Regions from separate parts of the Mus musculus genome. Here all the other regions are linked to region 4. Evidence: chromatin contacts called from public HiChIP or PLAC-seq data. All regions are on one chromosome and are shown on one strand. Each heading gives the region's core, a stretch centred on a gene start, on an enhancer-like site or on the middle of the called end of the contact. The rest is flanking DNA. Distances are from core to core; before and after follow the strand shown. Region 1 overlaps Gm30990 (basic salivary proline-rich protein 2-like). Region 2 holds the start of Rbm20 (RNA binding motif protein 20). Region 3 overlaps Rbm20 (RNA binding motif protein 20). Region 4 has its middle 35 kb from the start of Gpam.

Region 1 (5,311 bases), core at 1,601-4,100, 1.2 Mb after region 4:
GCAGATGGGCACTCACATTCATTCTTGCCCAACTCTATCTGCAAATAGGTCGGATGGTCCAAACAAGCCTGTTCCTTGACCAGTTGGCCCAGGATGCAAATCTGTTTGACCTTTACCCGTGACTTTAGAGGGTGAATTTCCTCCTAACACATGTGGTTTACCCAGTATGGGAGGAGAGGGGGCGGATCAGGAAATAAGATTTGCGGCCAGACCAAACACCTAAGTTCAATGAGTTGATCTGTTGTCATTTCATCTGTGTGAATCCTGTGGGCTTTAGAGAAATGGAACCAACTGAGCATGTGTCTCTCCTGTGTATCAAGCCCAGTCAGTGTTTGAGAGCAAAAAGTACCAAACTGCCCAGGGCTATCCCGGACAGCCTCCAGCTATCTTGCCAAGGCAGCTAGGCTAACGGGAAGTCCTGGTTATAAAAGCACCTTCTTGACACTTTTCCTCTAAATATATTTCAGTGTACAGATACATATCATTTATGCACAACAACATGAAAATACAAATAAAAAGAAAATTTACAAACATCTGCAGTCCCACTATAAATAACCAGTTACCGTGTATATTAATAACCACTGTTAACAAGCTGTCATGTTACGCATATAAATGAGTGCATTAATGAGACTTTTTTTTCACTCAAAAATAAAAATCTTCCAGAAGGGCTGGAAAATGCCACCTTCAGGGCAAGACCCAGAGTTGACAATCATAAATCATAGGAGCTGCAGATGCCTGCACTGCACTTGTAAAGGGATGGACCCATCAGGAGTCTGGAATGCACAAGGGAGGGTATTCAGGGGTCCCTAGCCCTCACTGTTGAGCTATTGGCTACTGATAGATTTAGAGACAGGAGATCATTTTCTTCAGGAAGACCAGGTCACTGATGGTGTCAGTAGGCACTATTAGATAGTTCTCAGTGGGTGACAAAACCAACCCAGAAGGCATTTGTCAGGACAAGGGCAACACGTGTGGTCCTTTGTGATCTCCAAGTTTTCAGGGAGAAACCCTCACCTCTGCTGGATAATGTTTTCTCAAAGGAAACATAACTTTGGTCAAACAGCAGGTGCCTTTGTAACCACCACAGCCTCTGGCTCCTATAACAGGGGAATGGGTTGGAAAGAGAGTGGGCACTTAATAGGAATGGAGGAAGAAGAGATGGGGTATGGGGAAAGAGTAAAAGCATGCTGTGTATATGTATGACATCATCAAATAACAAAATCAGTTAAGAAACCATCTCCCTGATATACTTAGAGCAGAGAAAAGCAGCCCTGACCGTAAGACCATGACTTACCCGCCAACGTATACCCCACGTATCCCCAAATACAAACTCCTGTGTGCTAAACACACGCAAGTGCATAAACGAGGCTATAAAATCATTGCAAGAAAACCCAGGAAACAGCTTGCATAATAATGTGAGGATGAAGAGGCCGCTTAAGCAAGACAGGAAGCCCAGAAGCAGACTTGAACACTGGAACGTTTTGAACTCCTGCATGATGAAAGATAATGCAGACAAAGTTCAAAAACAAATGCCAGGCTTGGGCGAAATATTTTCAGCTTTCAGCAGAGGATTAATATTTCTCACCAAGCACAGATGCTTTGTGCCCACTACCATCAGACTCTGACTTCCATCCCTCCTGGGTGCTTCAAAGCATTCTCTCTCTCTCTCTCTCTCTCTCTCTCTCTCTTTTAGTGGATAGATTTCCACATTTAGTGTTTTCTCTATCCTCTTAATAGGTTCATTCATTTTCTTGACGTTAGACACATATCTAACTTAGAGAAGTTATCATGTGCGGGGCTTGGGAGATGGCTCAGTGGATAAAGGGCTTGCTGTGCAGGCATGAGGGTGTACACTTGGATCCCCAGAACCCACATAATAGCTGGGCACAGCTGCACACATCTATCACCCTAACACTGATGCAGCAGAGGCGGGCAGATAACTGGCCAATTCATGTAGCTTAGCCAGTGAGCTCCAGGTTCAGTGAGAGAAGGTATCTCAAAAAATCTGCAGGGGAATGATAAAGAAAGACACTCAGTATTGACCTCTGGCCTCCACATGCACACATATGTATGTATATGGACATGCATGAATAAACACAAGTTATATTCATGCACATATACACATATACATGCACATAGACATGCACATATACACATATACATGTACATATGCACATATACAGGCATATATAACATGCACATTTACACATACCAAGCTGTTACTTGCCCATTGACAAACCACTAAGAAACAAAACCTGGACTCTAGATAGCATTCTCCTGACCCCCAAGCCTACCTTCATCCCACACTGCCAAGCCATCCCCTGGGTGGCTTAGCAAAAATAGCTTACACCCTTCTGCCTAGCTTGTTCAGGACCCACTTAGACAGGGGTCAGTCTACAATCAGCCCTACAGTCATCTCCTGAGTGGCTTCTGATAGTGGTGAGCTAGGATGTCCTGGGTAATGTTCCCCTTCCAACCTGATTCCCTGTCACAGGAGCTTCAGAATTACACAGCATGCGCTGGGGTGGTCACGGAGGCACCCCGATGTTCTCTTGAAAACATAGGATCTACTGCAAAACTGGAGAGCGTGAGAGACCACACCACCAACTGACGCTGCCTCAGAGCAAAGGCTCATGGCTCCAGTGCACCTGTTTCTCCTGCGTATGGTTTCTTCAGTTGGAGCAGAAGGTGAAAAGATAACAAGCCATATCGTCATCTTTTCTGGGAGAACCAAGAGAGATTACCATGCACACGTCTCAAGGCCACAAGCACAAGCAGCAACATACCCACAGGCCTTTGCACTGAGAGGGCCACCCTGCACCCCTGCTGTACTAAGCCACCCTGGAGCCCAGGAAGCTGAAGAGTCAACTTAGCCCCCGTCTCTAGAATAGAAAGCCACCGACCAGGCAGAACTGCTGAGCCCTACATACTTGTTTCTCCTGTGCTGTGCCACTCTCTGGCCTCCTGCCTGAACCAATATCACAGTGCCACCCCATCCTGGTTGACATTCCGGCCTTGGCTTCTTCCCTGCTGGTCTCGTGGTTCTCACCTGATCTGATGATCTTCCTTGTACACCTGGAACTGCTCCAGCAGAGACCTTCTGGGAAGACATGTTCTGGCCAAGATAACCCAGTGACAAGCTGACACATTTAAAGTCTGTTGGGGTCATCTTGTCTCATCAACCTATCCACAGGCACCCAAGAGCCAGCCAATTTCCACCATCCAACTCTGGAGGGTAAGCTCCCCAGGGACAGAAGCCACATTGTGTTTCTACACAGAACCCACAGGACTTCCTACAAGGACTACACAAATACTGCCTGAACCTATTTACACCCCCTTCTTCCTTGCCACATATAACTCCTAAAGACGCTGTGCATCACCCATTTAAGCATAGACTGGCAAATTCTTCCTAAAAAGAAGAAATCAGTAAATATTTTAGAGTTTGTGAGTCTTTTTTTTGGTTTTTCGAGACAGGGTTTCTCTGTATAGCCCTGGCTGTCCTGGAGCTCACTTTGTAGACCAGGCTGGCCTCGAACTCAGAAATCCGCCTGCCTCTGCCTCCCGAGTGCTGGGATTAAAGGCGTTCACCACCACGCCCGGCTGAGTTTGTGAGTCTTAAGAGCTAAAAGTCAATGTGATTATCTAGGTATTTAAAAAGCAAAAGAAAACAGATTTCTATGAGATATTTTTTGGGGTGGTTTTTCTTTCAGGTTTTTTTGTTTGTTTGTTTTATTTTGTTTCTGTTTTTGATGCAAGGTTTCTCTGTGTAACCCTGGTTATCCTGGGACTCACTATAGAGCAGGCTGGCCTAGAACTCAGAGATCTGCCTGCCCCTGCCTCCCAAGTGCTTGGGTTAAAGCAATGTACCAACACCGCCTGGTTAGATTTTTTTTCCTAGTTATGTACAACTTTTTATTTCTAGAACTTTGTTACAGTAGTTCCCAGCTGTAATCCCAATATTTAATATTTAAGACACACAGGAATCAGAAGCCCAGGGTCATTTTTTGGTTACACAGCAAGCCTAAGGCTAATTTAGCATATCCAAACTTTGACCCAGTGGGCAAAGGGGCCGACCACCAAACCTGATAAACTGAGCCCCCAAAGTCAAGGAGAGAAACAACTCTAGCAACCTCCACAGGTTCAAAACGGCTGAAGGAATCGCCCTCTCCCGCTCAAGCTTTGGCCTTCTGTATCCTTTCTTTCCGCCTGGCTGCTCGCCTGCAAGCTTTGAAATGTCCTTAAGCATCTGCTCAAGTGCTAGGAGCTGCTCTAGCAAATTAACTCTTCTATAGTACGGGGGCATGAGATTACAATGCAGAGCTGCTTGGTTGGACGCCTAGGCTACTCCCCTGGGCTCATTACCTCTGAAATGGTGCCCCGGAGAGGGCTGAGCGAATCTCTATGGAGTTTAATCAAGACGCCTAGCTGGTCTTAGCTATAGACTCACCTGATCCCTAGGAAAACCTTCTGCATGCCTAGTGAGTCCTTGGGGGCTTTCTTCCTAACTCCTTCCCCGACACTTCTCTCTCAGGTAATTAAAGCATAGTTATGATCTGGTTGTCTTCCTAGTGAGATGATATCACAACACAATGCCACGTACTTGTAATTTAGGAATATATCAACCAACTGGGTGTTTTGTTTTTGTTTTTGTTTTTGTTTTTGTTTTTGTTTGGTTTTTGGTTTTTGGTTTTGGTTTTGTTTTGTCTTGTTTTGTTTTCGTGGCAAAGCCTGAACAAATACCAAATCAGGACACGCATTTTCCAGATTTTGCTGACAAGCCTATGGTGCAAAACAGAGAGACAGGACCAAGAGTTAAGAGACTAGCTAGGCCTCCTAGAGACCCTGTTTCAAACAAAAATAAGCAGAACTAGTAGCACACATCACAAACACAAAAATGTAAAACAAGAGGCCAGCTGGATAACTCGGTGGTGGGAAAAGGTGCTGGTCTGACAGCCTGAGTTTGATCCCATGGGTGGAAGTATATTGACTAGTCAAACTTGACGTCACGAGTGTGCACGCCCACACATGCATATGTAAAAACAATCCCCCCACCTCCAGTGGCTCATTCTAATCTGTTCTGTGCATATTTGTTACAAAAAGTCAAGATAACAAAAATCGCCTTTATTAAACATTCCTGCAAACGAAAAGAATCCAAAGATCTATTCCAATTACCTTCCAAACCAAACCTCTCCAAATTCTATTTACATTATTCCTCGGCCCCAAGCTTGAGTCTTCTAAAGTTCACAGAATCCTTTGACTCATCCTCGATTCTTTGGGTAAATTTAAGTCATTCACATGAAGCCAAATGTCA
Region 2 (5,071 bases), core at 1,617-4,116, 1.4 Mb after region 4:
GACCCTACAGATGAACTGGAGACACAACCGCCCAAGTGGTGAGACAGGCTGCAGTAAAACAAACACTCACTAAGTCCCGCGATTCATCATGGCACTGCAAGCGTTTGATCAGTTAAGCACAGCTCTAAGACTTCGTATAAAGCATGAAGACAAAGTCTGTTTCCATCTTCACCAATGACTTTACCAAAGTCATTGACCTCGATCGAAATGGAAAACCATTGCTAATCAGCCAACACAGACCTTAAAAGGTGAAAAGAGTCCTATAACCCCTCAATGCCACACCACCAAAAGATTGATGTCTCCATCATTTTCAAAGAGAGTAAAACTTAGGGATGACTTACTGACCTCACTGAACTAACTGCAAAAACTGAAGATTCACTTAGAAGGTTTAATATAGGTTTCAATTTAAAAAAAAAAAAATTTCCCCACAGCTTTAGATCACAAATGCCTCCAAATCCAAGGCCAGGCGATTCATTTGCGGCCAAAGGCAGGCAACCCCGCTACCTCTTCTCGAAGATGGCTGATGAAAACACTACCTCCTAACAACATAAAAATGGTCGCTCAGATTAAATTATGCAAACGTAGTTTCAAAATAGCCCGCTCAGGTTTCAGCGCATTACAGATGGGCCCGCAAAGCACTTTGCCGTGTTGAGCCTGGTTCCAGCGGAATTTCTGTGGCACAGAGGGAGACACAAACCCCAAATCTTCCTTATAAAGAAAAGCTCTGAAATACAAGAGCACGAACATCAAATCCCATGGGCACATCCACCCGCCTTACACATTGTCCTTGAACACAGGCCTATCGCCAGGCCATGGACACTTCTGCAGGACTCCATTCTGGCCTATATGCAGAAGGAGCCATCTTTGAAAGGGTCCCTCATGTCTTTTTAAAATAACATATTCCAGAGATGGAATTTTCCAAATAAGATAATAAATGTATAGTTTACATTATTAATTCTATGAAGAAACTAAAATGCATCTTAAATTATCCATTTTCACAAATTGAAATGTTTTTCCTACCTGGCAGTACTTTAAATAGCCATTTGTGAAGATTTCTTTTCTGGGAATAAGAAGTTCCTAGTTTTCTTCTACTTAAAACTGAGGGGAAACTCAGGCTAATTACTAAAAAACAAAGCGGTTTTGATAAATTTAACATGCGGGCTGATTTCAGTACACACATCACTGGTTCACAGAGAAAGATAATAGTTTCAAATTCACAACTGATCAATTTGAATGCTTTAGTAAAAAAGACTTTAGATGTAAGCAGTTTTTATCAGTTGACCTCTATTTACGTTGCGGATCGAAGTGAAACTTCAGGAGATATATAAAGTGTCAGTTCTCTTTAGGATTTGCTGGACCGCTTTACAAAGAGAGGAAAAAGGACCACCTTAGGAAACTTTTCACTTTTAAAAAGTTGCAAATTGCAAGTAGCTAAAAGTTATGTAAAATATCAAAGTTAAATAGGACTTTAGGAGTCAACCAGCCAACAGATAGGAAACCATTTTGTCCTGAAACGCGACACCCCCCCTCCCTGTTATTGATGGCAAATTTGAGTTTTCACTCTTTTCTATTAGATAACTCGCTTTTTAAAGCCATTCAGAGTTGACTACTATTTGCTTCCATTTCCTTTTCCATGTTTGCTTTTTTTTTCCTTAGTGCATCGTAGTGAGTTTACAGAATCCCCAAGATCAGAACAGCCAACAAAAAACCCCAGCTCCTCATGTGAGTTTTCCTGAGTTTACATGTTCCAATTAGACTTGTGGAAACACTCAAACTATTTTTCAGGACTTTGTCACAGGTGGACCAAGCCTGAAGCAAAATAAAGAGCCTTCGAACAATCCGACATTCTAGGCCTCAAACTGTCAAAACAATGCTTTTTAAGGAGCCGAGGGAGTAAAACACCAGCGGTTTACCTCTACGCTTCCCAGACGGGATAAGGGGCTTCCTGGGACCCCTGACCACCCCAGCTTACCAAACCAATGAAAAGAAGAACGGTGAGGTTCACCACGGTATCTAGGGGAAACCTTTTCTGCAGCTGAGAACTCCTTGCAAGGGCCATGTTGTAAACTGTTTGCGCGTTGTTTACAGGCCCTCAACTCCCTTTGTCCCAAATCTCTAGTTGACTCCACTAAAGGTAGTTTTGTTCTCAGTGGCGATTTATCACACACCCTTCACTAAGCGCTCACACTCACGCTTGACCCGTCATCGTCACCGTAATACATTCCAGTGGTCTCTAAGGATCAGAAGGATGAAAAAAATAGTCTCTGGGTCATTTCCCCCAACTTCGAGCTTATGAAGTTAAAACAGATCCAGTACCATCAGAAGAGAAAAGAGAACACATAAGAAAAGGCAAAAATTATGCCCCACCACCACCACCACCACACACTAATAACTTGACTGCGTTCTACCCAATATCACCAACAAGCCAGAATGACACCGACCCAGCTCAGAGCGCCAACAACACTTCAAACACAAGCGGGGCGGGCGAAGTTTAGCAAAGGATGGAAATGAAGCCACAAAAGAGGGCCCCTGGTGTGTGTCCCAGGCTCACCCCAGCCCCACTCCATTCTCCCTCTTACTTTTGGATGATCTGGGGCAGGCTGGCTTGAGGCTGAGGCGGTGGCGGTGGCGGCAGAGGCTGCATCCCTTGCTGGCCCTGGGGCACGGAGGGCCCCTGAACACCGGGCATAACGCAGGCATCTCTGTCGGGTTGCTCCGGACCGCTGGGATCCGCGTCCTGGCTCATGGCTACTGCCAGCACCATGCGCGGCGACACCGGCCCGGGCTCGCAGCGAAAGAGCGCGCGGGAGGGGCGGTCCCGGAACACAAGCGCTCACTGGCCGGGGTCCCTGTGCCCAGTCCCCTTGTCCTTCTCGGTGGCGTGGGGAGGAGACGAGAAGGGTGGGGAGGAGACAGTCCCCGCGGCGCCGCCTCCTCCACCTCCCGGCGCTCAAGCTGGAGAGGCTGCGGAGGGGGCGGGGGACAGGGACAGGAACAGGGGGCGTCCCCGGGGCCACGGAAGCCGCGAGACGCCCAGGAGCTGCTGCGCGCGGGGTGACCGGGACAACTGTGCCTGTCCACCCGAGGCACAGTGAGTAGCAGCCGCCACCCGCCACCGCGAGCCCTTCGGGGTGACCAGCCAGGCGCTCCTCAGCGCGACACCCTCGTGAGAGGGCGACACGCCGGCCCGCCCCGCAGCCGCCCTCCGCCGCCTTGTAGTTTCTTCCGGAGCTCACAGGCTGCCCGGCTCCGGCAGAGTCCCGAGGACATCGCCAGCGCGAAGTGCGCCCGGGGCTTGGCATCCTCCTGCGGCTGGAGCCCAGCCAGCGCCTCTGGAAGGACCCGACACTGTCACATCCTTCCCTAGGTGGGTGGGACTGCGATCTCGGGGCCCAGATGATCAGGCCCCGGAGCTCACCACGCTGGTAGTTCCAGCTGTCGCTTCGGGGGTCCCAAAGGCGACGGACAGGGTAGCAGTGGATTCATTTCTTTGAATTTTCCCACGAGAGCAAAAGAAAACCAGGCACACGTTTCTTTCATATTTATTGGCAGCGTCTCTGGAAATTTAAAGGATAAGGAAGAGAGTTCACCGACTCTGTTAATTGCCCGGAGCCCACCTGCGCCGGACACCCGTGTGCACCGGGGTGGCAGCTGTGCGACGCACTTGTGAGGCTCTGAGGGCGGAGCAGCTGGAGACGGCGACAGGGGACACCTGCTCCCGCAGACCCTCCTGCACCTGAGCACCGGCCGGGGAGTGGCCGCCTCGTGCTCTCTCGGACTGTGCTGTTCCGTGGTGTTCCAGACACGGACGCCCGCGGCCAAATTCCTCTCTCGTGCGTTATAAGCCAGAGGGCAGCGAGCTGATCCCACAGCCTGAAGTCCTGCCTGCCTGCTTCACACACCAGAAAATTCTAAAGATGTCTCAAAACCTGACAACTGCTTGAACTCTCTGAAAGATACTTTTTGTCCCTCCTGACTCTTGTGTCAATTTCCCCTTGAAACTGCCTACTCTGCCACCCTACCTTAGAGAGCTTCTCTCTCTCTCTCTCTCTCTCTCTCTCTCTCTCTCTCTCTCTCTCTCTCTCTCATTGCCAATTAGAGTTACGATTATTTGTATTAAACATCACACACATCATTCACAATTCACACAAGTCTGACAAACAAACAAACAAACAAACAAACAAAACAGAACGTGTGGCGGCGGGTGGCACATGCCTTTAGTCCCAGCTCTTCACTAGAGAGGCAAAGGCAGGGGGATCTCTGTGAGTTGGAGACCAGCCTAATCTACAGAGCACCAGGACACCCGGGGAGACACAGAGAAAGACTGTCTCGAAAAAAAAAAAAAAAAGCAAAAATCTCTCAAGTAAACATGGCTTACTTGCTGGCCCCTCTCAGAAGCAGAACAGGGTGTCTGAAGACACGGGCAGTTTTCTGTGATCAATTTCTGTCACTAACTTCTCGAGTGTGGCTTCCACATACTCCATCTTACCCAGGCACACATACACACTCCCTTAACCCTGGAGGAAAACACCTAAAACTAACATTGAGACTCTCCCCAAAAAAGACAATGAATGAAGTCTTCCCAGATGTTGCCAGAGAACCGTCTAAAGCGTCTGGAGAGAGCTCTGTAGTCATGAGGCAGATCTGTTTACTGTCTGGACTGCAATGCACCAATGGAAAGGTATCCTCTCTGAGGGTTGGTTAGCAAATGTGACGGAATTAGGAATAATGAGGCCCTGGCTCCAAGTTCGAGGTGGGGGTGTTTCTTGCAGGCAGAAGGGCTGATTTTTACAAGTGGGATTCTACAGTTCAATAGTAGCCAACTTGAACAAGGTATTTTTAAAACTCCGAGGAAACTGAGTGGGTGGAAGGCACACTAGTGCTCTCATTAAAGACTTGGTAACATGAAATTCTATGGAGTTCTCTCCATGGGAATGGGTGGAAAAAGACTGAGGTGTGGGGGTGAGTTTTGAGTGTTCCTCCTGGGACAATACAGAGAGCAAAGGGAGACTGAGAATTCACTGGGCTTTGGAAATTTAAAATAAATAATAAAAGAAAATCTATGGTCCGC
Region 3 (5,306 bases), core at 1,286-3,785, 1.3 Mb after region 4:
CTATAAGACTCGAACCCCAACCTGGCAGGTACAGTAGGAGCCTCGCAGCCCTCCTCCTCCCTCCGGCACATATCCTCCTGGGCTGCTGGCTTGTTTGGTTTGAAGTGAGATCCCAGAACATGAGGCACACCCACGCTCAAGAACAAGAACAAAACACACTGCCAAGTCAGATTTAAAAAAAACCAAGCCTTTGTTCTTTCCCTCTTGTGTGAGGAATCAAAAACTTTCTACAAGTTCCTGAAGAGAGATACCCAGGCAGCATGCAAGCTGCACTCTGAGGCGCGCCTGCTGCCTTTTAAGATATGGGGAAGGAGGAGGGATGGCCTTGTGCACTCTGGGGAGTTGCGCTGGGGGCATCTCAGCTTCATGAGCCCTTGTGTGGTATGGCACCATCATGGCTGTAACAGAGTGGGGAGGGGCTAACAAGAAAGGAGGGAGGGTCCCGACTGATGAATGATTATGCCTTGTGTACTGTCAGGTAGCAAAGCTTTAGAAGGCAAACCCAACAGGGCAGCTCCACCCCCAGGCTTGGCCACTACACAGATTGTCCTTACTGACAAGGTGTTAAGGAGGTGCCAATGTGTTTCTTATGACCAAAGGAGCACAAAGTTGGTTTTGTTTTCCCCAGAGAAGGCAGCTGTGTTTTTTAACCTTTGGTTCTGGGCTGGAGCAAGTCCTTGCTAGAGGTTTTCCTCCTGGGTGTTGAAAGGTTATCTAAAGAAGAGCCATCTCCCCAACAAGGAAAAGCAGCCATGCAGTGTGGCAGCGAGTCAGATGTGGATACGACTATAGAACCTCGCTGTTCATACCCAGCCCGTAACTAGACCCGAACCTCATTGTTCAGACCAGGCACACACGAAGATCAGAACCTCACCATTCAGACCTGGCACAACCAGACCCAGGAGCGGGTCCCCTTCTGTTTCTGCTTTAATCTTACAAATTCTTACTGTCCCCAGCTTTATTCAAACTTGCACAGAAGTGATTTCACACAAATCATCCACACAGAATATATCCCTTTTAAACCAAAATCTTAGGTGAGAAAAAAAAAGACTAACTGTTCTATCTAAGAAAATAAAAGTCGTAAAATACTTAGCCTGCAAGAGTTAATAACTTAGCCAGGCTTGGTGGTGATACACGCCTGTGATCCCAGAGCTGGAAAGATAGAGACAGGGGGATCAGATGACTCAAGGCTAGTGTTGAGTTTGAAGATAGACTGGGTATGATAAGACTTCTGTCTCAAAAGACAAAAGAAAAAAAAAGGAAGGAAACGAAGGAGAATGAGAGGGAGGGGGAGGAGGGAGGGAGGGGACAAGGGAGGGAGGGAGGGGACAAGGGAGGGGAGAAGGGAGGGAGGAAGGAGGCCACACAGTATTCTAGGAGCGTCTATTTCAAGGTTTACTGCTGTTTTAAGAGAGTCCCCAGAACACGAGGCACACCCACACTCCAATCCAAATACAAACACGTTCCACAGCCAAATGAAGATGACAATGTTAGGCTTTCTCATTTATGTAAAGACTCAAGCACACACACACCCCCTCCCCAAAGAAAGCGGTGTGTCTTGGAGAATCTTGCATTTCCCAGCAGCTTGGTGGCTGTGGCAACCGCCAGGAGCTAAGCAATGAAGACCTTAAATGGCTGTGGCTTCTCAGAGCCCGGCGGCGGCTGGGAGACGAATGCGCTTTATGTGAGTACAGTGCCTGAGTACTTCAAGATGGGGCTTCTAAGTCTACAGCCTCCCAGTGCCGTTGCACACCTGGGTATAGTCACTCACCGCCCAACCTCAGCGTGGGAGATTCAGTATGCTTCTCCCCAAGTCTAGGTTTAGTAACTGAATGGATAGAGGCTGGAGAGATGGTTCAGCACTAAGGAGCACTGGCTGTTCTTCCAGAGGACCAGCTCCCAGGTTCCCACATGGCAGCTACCAACTAACTGTAACTCCAGTTCCGGGGGGTGGGTGGGGGGGAGTTCAAGGCCACCTTCTGGCCTCCGTGAGTGCAGCACACATAGTGTACAGACATGCATGCACCTGTAAGTGTCCCCGTACGTGGTAAAGAGGACTTTACAGCAGTGATTCAATTAAGGATCTTGAGCTAAGAGAAGATCACCTTGACATTGCCGAGGTGAGCTCTGTGTGACCACAAGAACGATGAGGGGGAAAGTCAGAGAGATGGAAACACTCATCACAGAAAGGGAAGATGATGCGCTGATGTCTGTGCAAGTGGAGGAAGAGACTATGAGCCAAGACAGTACAGGAAGCCTCTAGAAATTCAAAACAGAAAGGGAAAGAATGTTCCTGAAGAGCCAGGGCAGAGGCAGAGGCATTCTTCCTAACAGTTCCACTACAGACCTACTGAGAGGGATCTTAGAATCTCACTCATCTATGATGCTACACACTATCAGATTTGTGGTGATTTGTTACAGTGGTAACAGGAAATGAATACAGTTTCCCCAAGACATCGATACTGAGGGTGAGTCTGTTTAGAGAGCTGAGGTGGGCCTGCATGTTGTGGGCAGGAAGTGATCTTGCTAGAAGTCTGGGTAGCACAGACACCCAAGAGCCTGGGAAGCTAAGGTTATATACGCCACAAAACAAGGTCACCAGAGGACTCTGCAAAGCCAGCTAGTTTTTTTCACTCACAGCAGTGGCAAACAGAAAAAACATAGAATTGCACGCTTTTAGGGTCCATTCAATCCCTTATTACAACACTGAAAAGTTAACTTGTCCTACGGCACACAGGTGGCTGCTGATGAAACCTCATGGAAACTTCTGGTCACCTCAGCTTCCCAGGCCTGGGAGGATTACCTATCCACCTCACCACCTCAGCTTCCCAGGCCTGGGAGGATTACCTATCCACCTCACCACCTCAGCTTCCCAGGCCTGGGAGGATTACCTATCCACCTCAGCTTCCCAGGCCTGGGAGGATTACCTATCCACCTCACCACCTCAGCTTCCCAGGCCTGGGAGGATTACCTATCCACCTCATCACCTCAGCTTCCCAGGCCTGGGAGGATTACCTATCCACCTCAGCTTCCCAGGCCTGGGAGGATTACCTATCCACCTCACCACCTCAGCTTCCCAGGCCTGGGAGGATTACCTATCCACCTCAGCTTCCCAGGCCTGGGATGATTACCTATCCACCTCATCACCTCAGCTTCCCAGGCCTGGGAGGATTACCTATCCACCTCAGCTTGAAAGGTTATGTTCACGCACACTGAGTTCACTGAGTACATTCCACATGCAACACTTGCAAGCCTCCCACCAAGAACCGGGGAAATTGAAGGATGTCCTTCCTTCCTGTCTGTCAATCCGTCCATCTGTCTTTGCGACAGTGTCTCTGTGCATTGTTCTGGCTGTCCTGATTCTCCAGAGGCAATGACCTCAAGAACGTCCCTGTCTAGAAAGCGCGTGGCTCAGGATTCAGTCCACATCTTCTTGCCTATACCAGGAACAGCTGCACTGTTTGCAGCCATCCCCAGCAGATTCGAGGCTGGGCAGTAGGGAAAACAACACAGTAGCGCACATGCTTTGGACCGGGAGTGGCAATGTCTGTCAGACGCCCTCCCCTGAGCCTGATCCCCTCACAGATGCAGCAGCTGACTGCACAGGCTCTGATTTACCAAGAAGCTTGGGAGGGCTCCAGTGCCCCCAGGCTGAGGTTATGTCTCTGAGCCATTAATTGCTACAAAGAATTTGCAGTGTATAATTAGCTTTAAAACTCTAGTAGTGTGCTTAGAGAAAAAAATTAAACCAGTGTTTCCCTGAAGAGTTTTCAAACTAAAGTATTAGAGAAAGACAAACTAATAACCCTTATTTTGTTGGGATGTAGAGATGTGGAAGAAAACCTGCCTTGAGAAAGGATGTGCAACCTATTGTTCCCGTCAGGAGAGTGTGCCTGTTGTCCCAACTAATTGTCCCAAGATGCGATGATACAGTAGCCTTTGGCCAGAAGAAATGGGTTGCATCTGGCCATCGAGACACATGCCCATAATTCTACTACCAAGAAGGTAGGTAGAAGGAGGTCATTAAAAGTTTGAGGCCAGCCTGATCTACATAGATTTTCTAGGTTAACCAGGGCTATAAACAGAGACCTGCAAGGGAGGCAAGGATTGGGATGATAAAAATCTTCATCCTGCTCTAAAAGTAAGACGTTAACGACACACACAGGACCCTGCTCTGTCTGACACAGTCTTTCAAAGGACCAGATATTCCTTCAGAACTTTAATCTTTTAGCCTGTGTCGACTGGCATCTGGTGTGAGCTATGCAAAGCTTCCAGATGTGGATACATAAAAGTGGAGAAAGATAAAGAAGAAATCAAAAGGGGGGGGGGGGGAACATGGGGAAAGAGACTTCCCTGAGATCACAGGAAGGGTGTGGTGTGCTCTGACTGAGGAAGCTCACGCAGGACAGATTCACACTGCCCTTTGCAAGAAATTTAACCAATGAAAGAAAAGAACAACCCAAGGGCTTCCCCTCAAGTCTGAACAAAGGCTTACAAGGTCCTGGGTTTGACCCAGTGACAGGTGTGGAGACACATCCGCAGTGTGTGACTGATAGAGGGAGGGTCACCTGTGGTCAGGGACCCAGGTTGCCATCTACCTGTTAAGAGATTAGGGGACTGTTGCTTAACATTTCCACCTTTGGGATTGATTTTTTTTTTTTTTTTTTTTTATCGGTGACAGAAGTCACTGTGTCCAGGCAATATCTCAGGCTGGGGTGGTCACAGCATCACATTGCCTTGGTCCCAGTGATTGCAGGGACACTCAATGATATTTTGTTGATGATGTCAGGACAGAGATTCACTGTCATGCCCGGCTGCTAAGCTAGCTGTTAAGCCATCACCCAAAGAGAGGCTGATTAAGAATAAAGCCAGCCCAGAGGGCAGTGACTTCGAGATGGGGCAAAGGCAGCAATGGAAGATTCCAGGGGCTCCCTGAGCCCACTGTGCCTGGCTGTATACTCCGGAGTCTCCCATCATAGTTCCTTAATTTGTTTAATAAAAATAAGAATGTTGGTCTGGAGAAATGGTTCAGCGGTTAAGAGTGCTTTCTGCTTTTGCAAAAGACTGCAGTTCAGTTCCCAGCACTCAAGCAGGCAGCTCAAGATTCCAGTGACAGAAGACTAGAAGATCTGGTCTCTGTGCACACACACACACACACACACACACACACACACACACACACCATACACGCACATAAATAAAAACAAAACCATAAAACCAAAAACCATTCATGTTACAAACTGGCTGTGGTGACATCCTGTTATCCCAAAGTTCGGGTGACTAAGACAAGTGAGTCAGAACTCACC
Region 4 (5,451 bases), core at 2,422-4,921:
CCTGCACGGAAAGTACGTCTAAAACGGGCGGCATTCAGCTTCTATTGCCGACGTCTTCACCTTCGGGTGTTTCTCTATATTTTGCTTTTCTCAATCTGTCTACTCAGGAGGATGAGTTTCAGTTTCAGATTTCTAGTTGCTGTTTTCATAGTAAAAGCCTTAGCGCCCAGAAGATAACTTTACACGATAGTAAAATGTTGAGGCTGAGAGTGATAGAAATGTCACTTTGGGCACAAGATCACTCTCTAGGTAACGGTAAGTCCTGTTTAGTTTCTGTTGTCAACTTGATACAACTTTGGAAGAAGGATCCTCAATTGAAGAGTTACCTCCATCATACTAGCCTGTGGATAGGTCTGAGGAATTGTCTAGAATGTTGATTGAGGTGTGAGAGGGTCCATCTCCCTGTGAGTGGCACTCTATGTAGGTGGTCCTGGGCTCAGTAAGAAAGCTAGCATAGCACGAGCCGGTGAGAGAGCCAGTAAGCGGGTTTCCACTCCAGGTTTCTTTCTTTTTTAAAAAAGATTTATTTTATCTATATGAGTACACTGTACATGGTTGTGAGCCACCGTGTGGTTGCAGGGACCTCTGGAAAAGCAGTCAGTGCTCTTAACCGCTGAGCCATCTCACCAGCCTCCTGACTCCAGGTTTCTGCCTTCAGTTCCTGCCTGGACTTCCCTCAGCGATGGACTTTGACCTGGAAGTATAAGCTGAAGCAAGCCCTTTCTTCCCCAGGCTGCTTTTGGTCAGAGTGTTCATCATAGCGACAGAAGGAGACTGGAACACTGTGCTTGCTGCCTCGTGGGGACCTGGGGTTGGGTCTCAGCGCTGCTGTAAGAAGCCAGGCACGTCTGCACAGGCATGTGACCCCAGTGCTGTATAGATGGTGGGGACAGGAAGGTCACTCACTGGGCCTTGCTGGCTTCCAGCCTAGCTCCCAGTTCAGTGACGATCCCGTCTCAAGGGAACAAGGTGGGCGGGGCGGGGCGCTGATAGAACAGGACACCCAGCGTCTTCCCCTGGCCTCCACGTGGGCTCACCTGTACATATGTACAAATATCACACGTGTATGCCACAAACAGACATACAAAGCAGGAAGGGGGTGTTAGGGTCTGTGAAGGACCAGAACGTGGTGGTCACTGATCATGGCATGTCAGGATGCCACTTACATGATGTGTTCTGGAATGCTGTTAAGAAATCACAAAATAGAATGTCTGAATGCTTTGCTATGCAAGGTCATCTCTTGGCAAGATCTTCAGTATTAAGTTGCACAAATATGCAAATTAGGGTTAGTAATTGCAAGTGGATATTAGCCCAGAAACTTAGGATACCCAAGATATAAGATACAATTTGCTAAACGCATGAAACTCAAGAAGAACGAAGACCAAAGTGTGGGCCCTTTGCCCCTTCTTAGAATTGGGAACAAAACACCCATGGAAGGAGTTACAGAGACAAAGTTTGGAGCTGTGACGAAAGGATGGACCATCTAGAGGCTGTCATATCCGGGGATCCATCCCATAATCAGCTTCCAAACGCTGACACCATTGCATACACTAACAAGATTTTGCTGAAAGGACCCAGATATAGCTGTCTCTTCTGAGACTATGCTGGGGCCCAGCAAACATAGAAGTGGATGCTCACAGTCAGCTATTGGATGGATCACAGGGCCCCCAATGGAGGAGCTAGAGAAAGTAGCCAAGGAGCTAAAGGGAACTGCAACCCTATAGGTGGAACAACATTATGAACTAACCAGTACCCCGGAGCTCTTGACTCTAGCTGCATATGTATCAAAAGATGGCCTAGTCGGCCATCACTGCAAAGAGAGGCCCATTGGACATGCAAACTTTATATGCCCCAGTACAGGGGAACGCCAGGGCCAAGAAGTGGGAGTGGGTGGGTAGGGGAGTGGGAGGAGGGTATGGGGGACTTTTGGTATAGCATTGGAAATGCAAATGAGGAAAATACCTAATAAAAATATTAAAAAAGAATATTTAGCCTCATGACATAGGCCATGAAGCACTGATTATTTTGACCCAATCTTTGAAATTCAGAGAACTTAGCCTTATTTCTTGTAAGAATCTTCAGAGAACCATGGCAGAAAGGAGGCTGAGAAATGAGGGGCCAAAGTTAAGTTTGGAGGCTTAGTAGGGTTAGTAATTGCTTACAGGACTTTGGGCACATGATTGAATTCTCCCTTTTATAAGTTGGAGCTAATAAACGTAAGTGCCAGACGAGTCCTTTAGAGCGCCCCAGAAGTACAATTTACTTCCAGCGTGAAGGTGAGCTGCTTTTGTTATACTGGGTTTTCTTGAGGCAGGTTTTGACAGTGGATTCGGAAGGTCCCTTGCCTATTTCTGCTTGTCTACTGTGACAGTCAACCTGAGGAAGATCTCGGACCCACCATCTCTTTCTGAATCTTCCTGCAGAGGATAGTCTTAGCCTCTGTGCAGAGTGCTGGTGAGCCAACCTGTCATGGGTGACCTTCAGTTTATAAGCTAGGGCTGACCCTTGACACACAGCTTAGCTTTTTCGCTCTCAAGAATGTTCTGGGGGCCCTGGTGCTAAGAGGCTTCTGTTGCCCACAGCAAGTGACCCATTAGCACTCCTTTCTTTTTTCACCCCCCTCTGTCTCCTTTGGTCAGTCCCTGCTTCTCCTTCCTGGCAAATGCTTGCACATAGATGACCTGTTGCTGAACTCTCCTGTCTTGACTGGTTCTAGGAACACCAAGCAAAGACAGCCTTACTCTTCATTAGACTATGCTGAGCTGATGCCCCATTTTGGATGAGCAACATGATGGGAGAGTGATGGAGAGGTCCCCTCTGTTGTTTCGTTGGCAAAGGTCTACTATCTACCATGGTTGGAAATAATCACAATGGAGATTAAATATCCAGGAAGTGCTAGTACTATCCAGAGCCAACCTTCACAGCACCAGAAGATCATACAAGTGCCAAGCCCTCTCCTCTCCCTGGAGCAGGACTGTATCTCCTCAGGGACAAAGGCCACACCTAAGGAAAGTCCCTAACAACACTGCATTTGGTTGAGACTCTGGAGAGCCTGCCAGGCTGTTCTGGAGACTGGGGTATGGCGTCCAGGTTCTCATCCAAGACACTCAGTCTTGAAGGAAGAACAGATAGTTTAAATGGGAAGTCTCAAAATTTCCCCTAATTGAATTCGACAGACCATTAAGTGGTTCTATACAGGATCTGTATGTTGTCACAGCACTCTGGTGATAGGGAGGCTCCAGGCCCTTGGCTTTTCAAGCAAATGCAATATCGTTTCTGAGCTGTTAGATTTTCTTTTCCTGTATATTTTTGGGTGTGGTTAATGTTGTTAGATCTATGCTCCTGCCTCAGGTCGGGGGGTTGGTGGGGAACAGAGGTGTGTATCTTTCTCTTCCTGCGTTTGCCCGTGCCCTGTGCCAGAGGTCATTTGATCGCGGAGCTTGTGCACTTGTTTTCTGAAAACAGTGGTGTCTCTGGATGCACACGCTTTTAAAAATGGAGGACAGCAGCCCTTTGAGTTTGTAGATGGAGCAGTTTGCCCTTTGCAGTGAGCTGTTTATAAAACACTGAGCACAAATGAACAGCCAGTCACAGACCTGCCAGCTGTGCAGGCAGGACCAGCCGCTTCCCATTGTACAGACAAAGTGGAGGCGGGGTTTGAGGAAACTCTTCAACTTCCTCAGGGGAGCTAGCAGCTACAGCTAGGAGGCTGACCCACAGCTTTCTTCAACCTTGCCTCCTGCATCGTGTGTGTGTGTGTGTGTGTGTGTGTGTGTGTGTGTGTGTGTGTGTGTGTGTGGTGTGTGGTGTGTGTGTGTGTGTGTGGTGTGTGGTGTGTGTGTGTGTGTTGTGTGGTGTGTGTGTGTGTGTGTGTGGTGTGTGTGTGTGTGTGTGTGTGTGTGTGGTGTGTGGTGTGTGTGTGTGTGTTGTGTGGTGTGTGTGTGTGTGTGTGTGGTGTGTGTGTGTGTGTGTGTGTGTGTGTGGTGTGTGTGTGTGTGTGTGTGTGTGTGTGTGTGTGTGTGGTGTGTGTGTGTGTGTGTGTGTGTGGTGTGTGTGTGTGTGTGTGTGTGTGTGTGTGTGTGTGGTGTGTGTGTGTGTGTGTGTGTGTGTGTGTGTGTGTGTTTGGATTTCAGGACTAGTATGTTAAGTCTCATCTCGGGTGCAGGGCGAGGAAGGAGTAAGGATGGAGATGCACTAGGAAGAAGAAAATTATTATTTCCAAAACATGATGCCCCATGTCAGGACCCAGCCAGGGCAAAAGGGGTGCAGCTGTGGCTGTGTGAGGGGGAACCCTAGCCTCACCGCTGCAGGTGAGAAGAGCCAGTCTCACCATTGGGATCTCGGGGAAGAAAAGATGGCCGCCAAGGGAAGAGCACTGGTGTCTTTCTAATTGTTTTCTTTTGGCACGGAGCCTAAGGTGTCGACAAAAAGTTGGACCCATAGAAATTGGCATTAGAATCTGGAGACACAGCCCATCTACAGTTAGCTTTGCCTTTGATGTCTTTGTTTGCATGATATTGTGCCCAGGTGACCAAAGCGTTGCTACTCAGTCGCGGAACCTGGTTAAGACTTCCTGGGTTCAAGTCCCAGCTCCACACTCAGCAGCCACTGGATCTTGAACCTGTTTTCTGATGCTCCGTCTTCACCTAGCAGGTGACAACACGTTAGCGTGAACACGCCGGATGCACCCCAGCCTGGCTTATGATGGCAGCGTCATAAATGTTAGCTCAGGGTGCTGTCTCCGAAGAGAATACCTGGCAAACTAAGTTTTCTTCTGCCTGCCCACTCCTTCCTCTGCCATCATTTGACAGGCACTGGTTCAACCTCTGCATAAACAGGCTTTGGGATTCCCCCCCCCCCCATCCTGTCTTAAAGGCATACATTAATTTTCATTTTCTTCGATCAGGTGGTCCTGTACCAAAACGCTGGGTGTGGCCATGCCACACATTTTGGATCTGACCACTAGGTGGTGATAGAACTTCATCAGCGGGTTCTAAGCCACGATGTAGGTAATTAAAAAAGGAAAGAAAGGAAAGGAAAGGAAAGGAAAGGAGAGGGGAGGGGAGGGGAGGGGAGGGGAGGGGAGGGGAGGGGAGGGGAGGGGAGGGGAGGGGAGGGGAGGGGAGGGGAGGGGAGGGGAGGGGAGGGAAGGGAAGGGAAGGGAAGGGAAGGGAAGGGAAGGGAAGGGAAGGAGTGGCCGAGGCTGTCCAGACAACTAGGGCGAACATGTTGCTTGTCACATACTACCAGACCCCAGGATGGCCTCAGATGAAGCCGGGACAGCGAAAGACAAGAGACAGGGCTGAGGCATGGAGCGTGGCAGAGGGCTTTGCTCGGGCAGCTGGAAGTCTGCGGGAAGCTGGAGATTCCAGTGGCTACAGGGCACCTGCTGTCTAGGGACCCTTAGGCAGGAATGTCTGCAGGGACTGCAGAAAGTGAGGGGCGGGACCG

What was found. HiChIP or PLAC-seq counts read pairs in DNA pulled down with a chosen protein or histone mark.
Region 1: a contact with region 4 is called in an H3K27ac HiChIP or PLAC-seq map of T-cell acute lymphoblastic leukemia, with 20 times the contacts expected there. The contact joins two enhancer-like sites. A contact is called at or near these places in 8 of 39 promoter capture datasets (cranial neural crest, embryonic stem cells, frontonasal cranial neural crest and 5 more), 1 of 15 datasets of contacts at CTCF or cohesin (the NIH/3T3 cell line), 1 of 484 Hi-C or Micro-C datasets (bone marrow-derived macrophages) and 1 of 115 datasets of contacts at active chromatin or transcription factors (T-cell acute lymphoblastic leukemia).
Region 2: an H3K4me3 HiChIP or PLAC-seq map of craniofacial prominence shows a contact between it and region 4, with 8 times the contacts expected there. The contact joins the promoter of Rbm20 here to the enhancer-like site in region 4. A contact is called at or near these places in 1 of 15 datasets of contacts at CTCF or cohesin (the NIH/3T3 cell line), 1 of 484 Hi-C or Micro-C datasets (Th1 cells) and 6 of 115 datasets of contacts at active chromatin or transcription factors (craniofacial prominence, embryonic forebrain, embryonic hindbrain and 3 more).
Region 3: an H3K27ac HiChIP or PLAC-seq map of T-cell acute lymphoblastic leukemia shows a contact between it and region 4, with 12 times the contacts expected there. The contact joins two enhancer-like sites. A contact is called at or near these places in 2 of 15 datasets of contacts at CTCF or cohesin (large pre-B cells and pro-B cells), 4 of 115 datasets of contacts at active chromatin or transcription factors (the NIH/3T3 cell line, T-cell acute lymphoblastic leukemia, extraembryonic endoderm stem cells and 1 more) and 1 of 9 other capture datasets (embryonic stem cells).

What each region holds. Positions count from the first base shown.
Region 1 is chr19:53,884,645-53,889,955 of GRCm38.p6, reverse strand. All of the region lies in intron 3 of Gm30990 (basic salivary proline-rich protein 2-like), which reads left to right. Among named protein-coding and RNA genes, the nearest start is that of Pdcd4, 16 kb to the left of the region's middle. Within about 2 kb of position 2,850, at least 43 of the 459 cell types and tissues checked have an H3K27ac peak or open chromatin away from gene starts, as enhancers often do. A contact at or near this core is called in T-cell acute lymphoblastic leukemia, where this site is marked.
Region 2 is chr19:53,675,101-53,680,171 of GRCm38.p6, reverse strand. Rbm20 (RNA binding motif protein 20) reads right to left here and starts at 2,866. Exons shown (of 14, transcript NM_001170847.1): 1 at 2,580-2,866. The coding sequence starts at 2,764. It overlaps Gm46653 (a long non-coding RNA gene), which reads left to right and starts at 4,401. Exons shown (of 2, transcript XR_001782674.2): 1 at 4,401-4,681.
Region 3 is chr19:53,804,585-53,809,890 of GRCm38.p6, reverse strand. All of the region lies in intron 1 of Rbm20 (RNA binding motif protein 20), which reads right to left. Among named protein-coding and RNA genes, the nearest start is that of Gm16299, 18 kb to the left of the region's middle. Within about 2 kb of position 2,535, at least 98 of the 459 cell types and tissues checked have an H3K27ac peak or open chromatin away from gene starts, as enhancers often do. A contact at or near this core is called in T-cell acute lymphoblastic leukemia, where this site is marked.
Region 4 is chr19:55,061,636-55,067,086 of GRCm38.p6, reverse strand. No RefSeq gene overlaps it. Among named protein-coding and RNA genes, the nearest start is that of Gpam, 35 kb to the left of the region's middle. Within about 2 kb of position 3,671, at least 38 of the 459 cell types and tissues checked have an H3K27ac peak or open chromatin away from gene starts, as enhancers often do. A contact at or near this core is called in T-cell acute lymphoblastic leukemia, Th1 cells and craniofacial prominence, where this site is marked.